Linked DNA regions of Mus musculus: regions 1 and 3 are each linked to region 2. Evidence: chromatin contacts called from public promoter capture Hi-C data. All regions are on one chromosome and are shown on one strand. Each heading gives the region's core, a stretch centred on a gene start, on an enhancer-like site or on the middle of the called end of the contact. The rest is flanking DNA. Distances are from core to core; before and after follow the strand shown. Region 1 holds the start of Rasa4 (RAS p21 protein activator 4). Region 2 holds the start of Cops6 (COP9 signalosome subunit 6). Region 3 holds the start of Lrwd1 (leucine-rich repeats and WD repeat domain containing 1).

Region 1 (3,853 bases), core at 356-2,855, 2.1 Mb after region 2:
CAATGCCCAGGGAAGGGAGGGGGGCCTAAGGGCTTGCGGGAGGGTGTAGGGGACTGAGAAGGCCTGGAGAGCTGGGGCCCGAGATCCCCTGTGGAGGCTCAACCAGCCTCCACCCTAGAGACCTAATTTCCACTGGAGCCCCTCCTCCCTTTATGCACAGAAACCCACCTTAAGTCAGCCCACCCTCCTCCCTCCCCATTGCCATGGCAACTGCTGAGCTGGCCTCTTCAGGCCCAGGGGGCCTTGAACTGGAACCGCTCCTGGCACTGAGAGTGCTGGGAGAGCCCGCCTGCCCGCCGGAGAGATGAACACACACACACACACACACACACACACACACACACACACACCTCCCCAATTCTCAGTTCTCTGTAGCCAGGAAACCCACCGGGACCCGGAGCGCACTTTGAACCCTAGGCCTCTGCCCCGCCCTTTCTTCGGTTTTATGATCGTGGCTTCTCCCCGACACTAGGATTTCAAGCACTTGGGTCCAGAAAGGGAAACTGAATCTTTGCAAATGAGGACATAAGAAAGCCACGAGACACGTTCTAGGAGTCACGCAGTTGACCTCGGGAACTCACTAAAAACAGTGTGACAAAGGGGTGTCCGAAAGCTCCCCAAATCTGGCGATGGATTAGAGGAAGCTTTATGAAGGACGGTAATGCATTTTAGGAGCCCTAGATTCACGACCTTGCTTTGACACCACCAGCTAACATTTCCTGTCTGTCGGCATCGGTTTTCTAATCTGTAAAGTGGTCCGAGGAGAAATGCCTTGCAGGGAGCGATTAAAGGGAGAGGCCCGGCAAAGTCAAGGGAGACTCTAAATCCTGCCTCTATGCATCCCTCCTGTCCCCTTGACCTACACCCCCACCCCCACTTTTCACACCTGCATGCCTTGCCCAAATGAATAGCGAATAGCGAACAAGTCCGGCGGACAACTCTTGGGGTTGTTATGGACTCCCAAACTACAGAGAGAGGGGGGGACACTCCGCCCCTTTCAGCCACACCCTGGGCAGTTCTTGCGATGCCATCCCAGTGCCAGTTTCAGTCTTTTAAAACTCCTGCCCCCCTATGAGCCCTGGCTTCCTGCTGTTCCCAGGTGGAGAAGCCCCTCCCTTGTCTCTAGCCCTCCGCCTCTAGCTTGCCCCTCCACTCTGTCAGGTATTCACAGCAAATCTCGCTGTCCCCATTTTCGTAGCCAGTCCCCCTCCGTGGCTGTACACGCCACATCCTCTCCGCTGCTCTCCTTGTGGGGAAGCCCTAAGGACCCCCCGCAAAGGTCAAGTATATAAAAGGGGATCCCATCAAAGTTGGGGTGGCCACCACCCGTACCCACTACTCACATGTCCTTGGCGGGCAGATTTTTCCCTTCTACGATTCGGATGGACAGCGAACTGCGCTTGGCCATTGCGGGTCGGCGACGTGGAGGCCTGGCGGGGAGGGGTTCGGACTCATGGGTCCCCTCTCGGGGTAAGGAGGGGGAACAGTGCGAGTGGCGCTGCAGGCAGGCGGGTGCGGAGGCCAGAGAGGGGAGCGCTGGGGCTGAGGGATCTCCGCTACTCCATTCACCCCTCCCCGCCCCTCCTGCGGGGGCGGGGAGACACTGCATGGAAGGACCAATCAGCGTCCTGGATGCCCAGAATGGGCGCGGCCTATGCGGCTTGCGTCCCTCATTGGCCACCTGGAAGGGAGGGCGGGCGGGGCCTGCCCCGAAGTGTAGCTGCTGGCACCCGGAGATTCTTCCACCACCAGGATCCCTCCTGGTGCTCTCGATTCTCAGAGAGAGAGCCCAGGCTCACGGAGGGACCTGGGTGTGCAGCATAGCTGCAAATCCATTAATGGCCGCACGCTGGGAGTAACTTGTCTGTGACAGACCTGGAAAGATGTGAAGACTCAGGCAGTTGGGAAAGTTTGAGGACATCAAATCTGGAAAACAGGATTGTTTGGGGCGTGTTTGTATTGTGGTTTCGTGTGTGTTCAGGTGTGCAGGTAGAGGCCAGAGATCACCCTCCGATTTCATTCTTCAAGATCCGTCCACCATTTATTTATTTGTTTATTTATTTATTTTTGAGACAGGGTTTTTCTGTGTAGCCCTAGCTGTCCTAGAACTCTCTCTACAGACCAGGCTGGGCTCGAATACAAAGATTCACTTGTCTCTGCCTCCCAAGTGTTGGGATTAAAAGCCTGCACCACCACCTCCAGGCTCTGGCTACCTTTTTAAAATTTTTGTTTTTTATTGGCTGATTGATTAGGGTGTGGCTTACATGTTGTGGTCCCAAGTGGAAATCAGAGGACACCCGCAAGAATCTTTTCTTTACTTTCACCAAATGGGTCCCAGGGATCAAATTCAGATTATCAGACTTGGGCAGGAGTCTTTCTACTGACCCATCTCCTCTGCCCCACCTTGTAAGACACAAGGTCTCTCATTGGCTTGAAACCTCCCCAGTAGTCTAGACTGGCTGGCCAGTGAGACTCCAGGATCCACCTTTCTCCATCTTGCCCACTTCTGGAGTTCTTTACAAGAGTTCAACACCATGCCCAGCTATCCATTAGTCCTGGGAACGAGTGATTCTTCTGCTTGCAAAGCAGTTTAGCAAGTGAACCATACTTACCTAGCCCTAGATCTGCATTCCAGCCCGCCATCGCTGCCCATACTGGTGACCAAACCTAGGTCCTTGAGTGTCCTGGTCAAAAATTCTGCTACGAGTGACATCATTTTATTCTTCTTTACCCCAAAATAAGATTCCATTGGGGATACAGACATACATACAGATTTTTTTTTTTTTTTGACACAGGGTTTCTTTGAGTAACCCTGACTGTCCTGGAACTCTATAAACCAGGCTGACTTCAAACTCACAGAGATTCCCCTCGCCTCTGCCTCTCCAAGTGCTGGGAATTAAGGGGTGCGTCATCAGCACCACTCCACCAGATTTTATTATGCTATGTGCACATATGCAGTACCTCTGGAGGCCAGAAGAGGGTATCAGATTCCCCCTGAAATTGGAGCCACCTACTGTAGGTGCTTGGAACCAAACTCTGGTCCTCGGCAAAAACACCAAGCTTTGTTAGTCTCTGATGGGGATCTCACTCTCTACTAAAATAAAATAGCCAAAAGTACCCCCAAGGAATTATTGTTTGTATGTTACTTAAAGACTATAAGATCGGGCTGGAGAGATGGCTCAGTGGTTAAGAGCACCAACTGCTCTTCTGAAGGTCATGAGTTCAAATCCCAGCAACCACATGATGGCTCACAACCATCCATAATGAGATCTGATGCCCTCTTGTGGTGTGTCTGAAGACAGCTACAGTGTACTTACATATAATATAATAAATAGATCTTAAAAAAAAAAGATTATAAGATCACTGAGAAGTGACTTGGTGGAGCAGTTCGTGATCTTCCTGTCCACTGATGGCTTGTCTGGGGAAGAGGGTCTCTGTGTGTAGCCTGTCCTGTCCTGGAGCTCAAGGCAAGCAAGCTTTGAACTTATGGTCCCCCTTTACTTTCCAAGTGGTCAGAATTACATGTGTGCACCACCATACCTGGTTTTAAATATGGCAAAGTGAGTGTTTCCTGTATTATTAGCCAAAGAGGAATCCAATCGGCATCCCATGGGGATGCATAAAAACTCACAGTTAGGTAGGTGGGTAGGGGGAGGGGAGGAAGATGGGGGGGGAGAGAGGGAGAGAGAAAGAGGGAGAGAGGGAGAGAGAGAGAATAAAATGCTGTAAAAAGCTAGGCTAAGCCAAGGGTGGGGGTTAGGAAAAGGTGAGATAGGCCTTTAATTCCACCTCCTTAGAAGGAGGATTGTAAGTTCAAAGCCAACCTGAGCAGCATAGGGAGATACTGTCAAAA
Region 2 (3,848 bases), core at 1,237-3,736:
TTGTCAGTGCTGAGAACTGGAAGACAGTGACATAGGGCATAGGCCTCCCGCAGGATCTCATGGTTGAAGGGAACCTCTCCTAAGGACACAAGGAGGCTGCACTGATGTGGATGCTGTCACTTTTCCAGGAGAGGAAAAATGTTTCAAAGTGACAGGCACCTCTCCTACCTGCTTCAGAGGCCTTGACATATTCTAAAATGAGCTTCACACGGCTGTGCAGCATCTTGATGGCACTATGCTGAGCTATCAGGTGTTCAGCCACTGCAGGGGAATGGGGCAAATGAAGGGCGGCCTGTGGCCACACCCAACCCCTACCTCCAAAGACTGAATTCCCCTCCCTTACCAGTGGAGTTCTCCCCACTGCCTGTTGCTGTCATCCGGGCCACGTGGTCTACACCGATCCGTTCAGCTTCCTCAGTGGCCAGAGTGTAAGTGAGCTCAGCAAACAGCATTGTGGCCTGCAGAGTAAAGAGTTCTCAGATAGGGAGAGTCAGGAAACAGACCTAGGCCTAGGCAGATGGCTCAGCAGGTAGAGTACTTGCTGCACAACTGAGGATCTCAATTTAGAGCCTCGGAACCCACATTAAGTGAGATGTGACAGCATGTGACTGTAATCCTGGAACCCCTACAGCAAGATGGGAAGTGGAGACACAATTCCCAGAAGCTCACAGGCCAACCTGCCTGGCAAACAAGTGAGTCTGTCCCAAGGTAGAAAGCTAGGATGGACACCCAGGGTTGTCCTATGCCTGCACACGGCATGCAGGAAACAGGCTAAAAGGTTTGAAGGTTGCAGGTTATATATTACCTCTCCATTGATTATATCGATGACAGACTCAAAAACGCTGACAGGAAGCTGTAAAAACACAGACGGAGACAAGAGAACAGCTCTTACTAAAAGCAAATGCACTTGAACTTACACACATGCCAGGCTGGCTTTGAACTCACAATCCTGCCTCAATCTCCTGAGTGCTAAGATTGGTTACAAGTGTTGTCACCACACTTGGCTCATGCTTTCTCTAGGTTTTACACACATTACATATGGAAACACCACTGAAGAGATGAAGTCACACAACTGATGGGTGTAAACAGCAGGGTAGAGATTCAACTCAAGCTTTCTCTAATACACATAATGTCGGTAAATTAGAGCAAAGGCATAGTGGCAGATGATCAAGAAAAAGGGGACATTGGGTCAACAACACTCACATCTGTGTGCTTGGTCATAGGGTTCAACTTCAGAAAGAGCGGACTCTCAATTATCTCACACACCTAGAAGATAAGGCAAAGCCCAGGAAGAGTCAGTATCTCCTCTTCCCCTAACCTTCTGTTCATTTCCCCAACATGCACATATTTGAGCTTCTATACCTGCTTATGGACGTGGATGTCTGAGGGGTCAGGTGGCCCCCCTGTGGTATACCAACCCAGAAACTCCAGCTCCTTGAAAACCTGTTTAACTGGAGAAGAAGGGGCCAGAGTAAATATTCCTTTAAACCTCTCTTCCTTAGTTTGATGGGCCTGGTGTGTTCTTTCCGGTTCTCCCCTCCCTCCTCATATTTTGGGTCAGTTTAAAATAACTACACCTAACTAACCTTGAACTTCTGACCTCTTGCCTCTATCTCCTGGGTTATATGGTACTGAGGATTGAACTCTGGTCTTCCCGAATGTTAGGAAATGCACTTTACCCCACTGCCCTACATCCTCAGGCCTTTTATTCTTTAAGACAAACAAAACAAAACAAAAATCTTCCCACTTTTCCTTCCCCACCCACTTCTATTCCCCTCTCACACTGCTCCTCCTTGGTGTAATAATATTCTTTGTCAATGATAATCTTCTCTTCCACGGTGTGGGACAGCAGCTCAAAGGAGTTCATCACTTCGATATTTCGCCCCTCCTGCTTCCCGATCAGAGCCCCAATCACTAAGGGGAGAGAAACAGAAGCGCAAGGAAACTAGGTGAGGAACAGGCGTCTCGGAAAACCTTTCCCGAGTCGGCGTGAATCAACGACTGGGGAAACAATAATTTGGAAGAAAGGGCGCAGGGGAGTGACTGGAGGAAATCTCCAAGAGATTTTGAGATTTACACACAACACTCACCCTGCATAGGCCGCCCCTCCTGGGAGCGCATGCGGATCCAATGGTCTGAGATGTTAAGGATGACAAGGGGATGAAGAGCGACGGAAACACTCCCAGTCACTCCGGAGGCCATCACGCTGGGGACTGTTAAAGGTGAAAGGAAAACATAGCGGCTGAGAGCTCGGGCCCACACATTTTCCCCTAGACATGGAAGCAGGGGACCAGCAGAGCCCGGCCGTCCATCGCTGCCCTCAAGTTATCCTGGGACAGGTTTAAGAAGTACTCAAGACCACTTCTCAAGGGCAACTCCAGAAGTCGGTCTGCGCACCCCGTTACCTGCTGCATCCACTTCCATGCCGCTGCTGCCTCCGCTCCCATTCGCCCCCGCCGCAGCTGCCGCCGCCATTTTCCCCGCGCCCGCCAGCCACGGCCCGCCCCTTTCCTTCTCGGCTTCCGTCGGGGAGCGGTGCATGCTCAGTGTATACTTGGTGCTGCTAATGGGCGGGGCAGCTGCCAGTACTTAGTAGCTCAGGGTGCTCTGCGTGTTGTGCTGCTGCTAGCGGTTCTCATGTAAACCAGCCTGGCCATGAGTTCTGTAGTGTGTATCTGAAGATGGCTTTGAACTTTGATCCTCTTGCCTTTACCTCCCAAGGAGGGCTATTAGTTTCCAGGTCTCAAGTGGATACACTGTCAATACTAAACACAGAGAAAATTGCGATCAAAAGGAGGAAAGGCTGTAAAAGGGAATGGGGAAGACAATTTATTCAGGATATAAAATTTTTCATGTTGCATATAATCTATAGAGACTTGATCACTTGTTTGTTGAGATAGGGTCTTACAATGTTGGCCAGCTGGTGGGAACTTGCTATTCGTCTAGGCAGACTTCTAGGAGATCCGCCTTCCTCTCCTTCCTGAATGCTGAGATTAAAGGTGTGTACCATACCCAGCATGCCTAGCTTTTAAAACGATGTACTGAGGATCTAAACTCAGGTCCTAACACTTCATCCCCTGAGCCATCTCCCCAGTAGTAATTACTCTTGAATTGTTCAGCTTCTTCAGTTTCAAGACAACCTCTTTACACAACTTAGCAACTGCTATTGGGAGGGCTTGTGGCCCACGCCTTTAATCACAGCCTTTAATCGAGGCGGGCAGACCTCATGAGTTCAAGGCCAGCCTGGACTACAAAGTGAGTTCCATCACAGCCAAAGCTACACAAACAAACCCTGTCGCACAAACAAAAAAAAAAAGGTGGGGGGAGGGGAAGAGTTGCCTTGGTCATGGTGTCTCTTTACAGCAATAGAACAGTGATTAAGACAATTACTTGTAACAAAAAAGAAAACCAAAAAAAAAAAAAAAAAAAAAAGACAATTACTTGCCCAGCATGGTGGCACACGCCTTTAATCCCAGCACTTGGGAGGCAGAGGCAGGCGGATTTCTGAGTTCGAGGCCAGCCTGGTCTACAGAGTGAGTTCCAAAATAAAAAAAATAAAAATAAAAATAAAAATAAAAGAAAACGTTTCCTACTTGGACAATAACTAAGGCTAAGCGACCTGCTTAAATAGCCAAGAAAGAGTATTTGGTCCACAATCATTCATTTGGGGCCAATAACAGCCATTTTTTTAAATTTTTATTTTGGTTTTTCGAGACAGGGTTTCTCTGTATAGCCCTGGCTGTCCTGGAACTCACTTTGTAGACCAGGCTGGCCTTGAACTCAGAAATCTGCCAAGTGCTGGGATTAAAGGTGTGCGCCACCACCGCCCGGGCTACTTTTTATTTTTA
Region 3 (3,827 bases), core at 402-2,901, 2.0 Mb after region 2:
TATCCGAGATTTTTAAAAATCTCTTATTAGTTTATGGTTTGCCTCTTTCTTTCCTGTCGAGACAGGCTTTTATTTAGTCTGGTTTGAAACTTGCTATGTAGATATCTTTGACCTCCCTCAAGCCAGCACCAACACTGCCCACTCTTCAGTTCACCAGTTGATATAATAAACACTTGGGTGTTTGGTCACTCTGAATGCTGCCATGATCCAGACATAGTGACATATGCTTGCAATCTTAGCTTATGGAGGGGGCGCCCTGGGGCCTCTAACTAAAGAAAATAACTAAAACAAAAAACTTGGCTCAGGCCCCTTTGATCTCTTTAAGTGTCTGTCGCCTCAGCCACCCACAGCTCCTATCTCAGGCCTCTACTCAAGCATTCCCCTGGCTATGCATCCCAGCAACTTGCTACAGCACTGCCAGGGCCATACAAATGCTCTGAAGTTATTTTTCATTCATTCATTCATTCATTCATCCATCCATTGCCCATTTTGATGGAAGGTGTTAGCCTGGTCAACAGAGAGCTAGAAGGGAAACATTTTAACATTCTTCCTGGCCTACCTGACTCCTGATCCTATTAGTATCTTGTAAGACAGATTTGTTTTTGTTTTTCAAGATGGGCTTTCCTGGAACTCCCTATGTAGATCAGGCTAGCCTGGGACTCACAGAGATCTGCCTGCCTCTGCATCCCAAGTGCTAAGTCTAATGGCATGCACCACCACTGCCCGGCTGTAAAGCTGATTCATACAGGTTTGTTTTCCCAAAAAAATTTCCCCCAAATCAAAGCCTGTTTTGGAGACAGGTTTCTCTGTAGTGTAGTCCTGGCTGTCCTGGAACTCACTCTGTAGACCAGGCTGGCCTCGAACTCGGAATTCCACCTGCCTCTTGTCTCCCGAGTGCTGGGATTAAAGGCATGCGCCACCACTGCCCGGCTGCCTGTGCTGTCTTAAGTCGCTCATTCCCTGTCTAATACAGGCGGCCTAGTGTTCAGCACTCCCTACCATTTCCATGCAGTCTCCCTTGTGCTCCGGAAGCTCACTCAAAACCAGACCCGTTCAGTCCAAGTTATTTACCACTGCCCCCCACCCCCACCCCTCACCCCCCAAAGTCACAGAGATGATGTGTGACAGCCGCTTCCCTACTGCCAAGGTAACTCCTAAAACCTGCTGGGCGGCTGAGGTCCGTTCTCCAGCCTCTCTGCCTTTCAAATGCAGAGATCTCGGCGTGCACCAGCATTTCCCCGCCCTTCCATTAATCAGCCGATGGCACTTGGTCCACCTTTTGGGTTTTGTGAATATTGAAGATATAAGCGCTCCAAACAACTCACCTACCGCGAGGCTTTGGTCCTTGGCTGTTTTACAGGCAAGCTGGGCCTTAGTTTCCCATTAAGATGAATAGATTTTCTGGCTATGACTCTTTTCCTAGTCCGTACCTGAAGGCAGATCTGCCAGGGCGGGTCCCTGTGGCGTTGTCTCTCGCAGATAAGACAGGTCCGGATGCCCTTACAGCCGCACTCCTGCAAAAGAGAAACTTCAGCCGCCGCCGCCATCGCGTCCTCCGATCAGTTAAGAGCGCAGGCGCGAGACGCAGGGGCCGCTGGGAGTTGTAGTCATCGCAGAAGCAGGAGGTGGGGCGTAAGGCTGGCGTTCTACTTCCTTCCGGTCGCAACGGACTCGCAAAGGGTTTGTTGTGCGCCACCTCCTGGGCTCCCCGGCAGCGGGCCTTAGCGACCGGACTTCGTGGAGGCGCGGGTTCGGTTGAGCCCTCGGCCACCCATGGCTCCTCTCACGCCGCAACTGCTCCTGCAACGTGGGCGACCCAAGACGGATAAGCTGGGGAAGATTCAGAGTTTGAAGTAAGAGCATGTGGGGTTGAAGCGGATCCGGGGCGTGGGGTTCTTCCCCGCCAGGGTGGTTTGATGGGCGGAATGCAAGGCTCAGACCCCTCCGTCTCCTCCTCCTGCCCGGGTTATTCTGTTATCCGGGATTCGAGCCCCAGTCGAATCTCGCGCCAAACGGAGATGTGGGAGATTGGCAGCCAACGCCCGGCGTCAGATAAACTTGGAGCGAACGCCCTTAGCCTTGCGCGGAGTGGAAAGACTGATGAGATACTAAGGGATGTTGAGGGATCCTGTGTAGCACGGAACGGGCTAGCAGGAACTAGTAAAAACAAGAAGGAACTTGGAAGTCTTGGGCTCTAAAGTCATTTTGTTTTGTTTGTTTGCTTGCCTGTTTGTTTTTGAGACAGGGTTTCTCTGTGTAGCCCTGGCTGTCCTGGAACTCACTCTGTAGACCAGGCTGGCTTCGAACTCAGAAATCCACCTGCCTCTGCCTCACAAGTGCTGGGATTAAAGGCGTGCGTGTGCCACCACTGCCCGGCAACAAAGTACTCTTTAAGGGAGGGAAGATGGGCCACAGAAATGATCTGCAGATAAAGGTGCCTGTCTGTCATCAAGCCTGAATTCAATCCCTTGGGCCCAGACAGTGGAGCAAAGCAGCTCCCTAAAACCATGACCCCCTTAATCACGCTTTGATTGTGCCCATTCCTATCCACACACCACACACAGATACATAGACACTCTGTAATACATAGAAAGGTAAGTTAGGAAGTGAGAAGGCTAGAACAGTTGGCATAGCTCAGTTGCTACATTGCTTACTAGACATGCACAGAGCCTGAGTATCCCTAGGGTTCCATCCCTATCAACACCTGAACAGCTCCCAAGGGGTGGCACATGCCTGTCATCTCAGCACGTGGGTAGGGGGAGGAGAGTTAAGTTCAAGGCTTTCCTGGACTACGCAATGAGTTGTGTAGGATGGGATCTCTTGAGTTTTGCGGCCAACCTAGTCTACATAGTTCAGGCTAGCCAAGTCTAAAGCAAGCTTCATGCTTGCACAAGAACTTTGTTGGTGGAAATCCCTCTGGGACAGATGGGGTAATTAATGGGAGGGTCTGGCCCGCTCCCTCAGCTCTCTTGCTCTCTGCCCTCACCCCAGTCTGTCGGGGCTGCAGCTGCTCTCAGAGCACTTGGATCCCAATCTCCTGGGGCGCCTGAAGAAGCTGAGGGAACTTGACCTCTCTAACAACTTGCTGGAGACGCTGCCTGCTAACCTGGGCCTGTCCCATCTGCGCATCCTTCGCTGTACCAACAACCAGCTCGGGGATGTCACTGCCTTGCACCAGTTCCCAGAACTTGAGGAGCTCAATCTGGAAGGCAACCCCTTCCTGACGGTGAGAGGGACCAGGACTCTGTGGGGCAGACTCAGGCTCCATTCCCCCCCCCGCCCCCCCCCCCCCCGTTTCCGTTTTGTTTTGAGACTGGGTCCGATGTAGCACAGGCTGGTTTCAAATTAACTGTGGGTCCGCAAATAGCCTTAAATTTCTGCTCCTCCTGCCTCTGACCTCCTGAGTTCTGACCATGTTCCACAAAGCCCAGTTATGCGGTGCTGGGGACCAAACTCTGGGCTTTGTGCTTGCTAAGCAGGCAGTCTGCCCCCTGAGCTACATACCCACTCCGTTTGGGTTTTTGTTGTTTTGCTTGTTTGAGGCAAAGAGTCTTGCTCTGTAACCCAGACCAACATCAAACTTGAAACGTCCCTACCGTACTCTCCCAAACGTTGAGATTCCAGGCATGCGTCCTTACTCCTTCCTGGCTTTCTGTTATCTCTTCTTCCGTTAGGTCAGTGACAACCTCAAAGTCTCCTTTCTCCTGCCCAAGCTTCGTAAGGTGAATGGCAAGGACACGGCCTCCACCTGCTCACAGGTGGAGAATCTAGATCGGGAGCTGATGGACAGGGTAAGGATGATGGCGTGGGGGTGGGGTCCTTGGTCA

The links. Promoter capture Hi-C pulls out the DNA fragments that hold promoters and counts their contacts.
Region 1: a contact with region 2 is called in a promoter capture Hi-C map of liver, with 2.5 times the contacts expected there. The contact joins the promoter of Rasa4 here to the promoter of Cops6 in region 2. A contact is called at or near these places in 2 of 39 promoter capture datasets (liver and pre-B cells).
Region 3: a promoter capture Hi-C map of liver shows a contact between it and region 2, with 4 times the contacts expected there. The contact joins the promoter of Lrwd1 here to the promoter of Cops6 in region 2. A contact is called at or near these places in 2 of 39 promoter capture datasets (liver and pre-B cells), 1 of 484 Hi-C or Micro-C datasets (B cells) and 1 of 9 other capture datasets (pancreatic islet).

The regions. Positions count from the first base shown.
Region 1 is chr5:136,081,668-136,085,520 of GRCm38.p6, reverse strand. It overlaps Rasa4 (RAS p21 protein activator 4), which reads right to left and starts at 1,605. Exons shown (of 21, transcript NM_133914.3): 1 at 1,344-1,605. The coding sequence starts at 1,408.
Region 2 is chr5:138,159,740-138,163,587 of GRCm38.p6, reverse strand. Cops6 (COP9 signalosome subunit 6) reads right to left here and starts at 2,486. Exons shown (of 10, transcript NM_012002.3): 1 at 2,406-2,486; 2 at 2,091-2,213; 3 at 1,783-1,914; 4 at 1,363-1,451; 5 at 1,204-1,266; 6 at 806-853; 7 at 344-458; 8 at 169-261; 9 at 1-79. The coding sequence starts at 2,475.
Region 3 is chr5:136,133,898-136,137,724 of GRCm38.p6, reverse strand. It overlaps Lrwd1 (leucine-rich repeats and WD repeat domain containing 1), which reads left to right and starts at 1,651. Exons shown (of 15, transcript NM_027891.4): 1 at 1,651-1,853; 2 at 2,992-3,226; 3 at 3,675-3,791. The coding sequence starts at 1,774. It overlaps Alkbh4 (alkB homolog 4, lysine demethylase), which reads right to left and starts at 1,580. Exons shown (of 3, transcript NM_001347492.1): 1 at 1,431-1,580. The coding sequence starts at 1,547.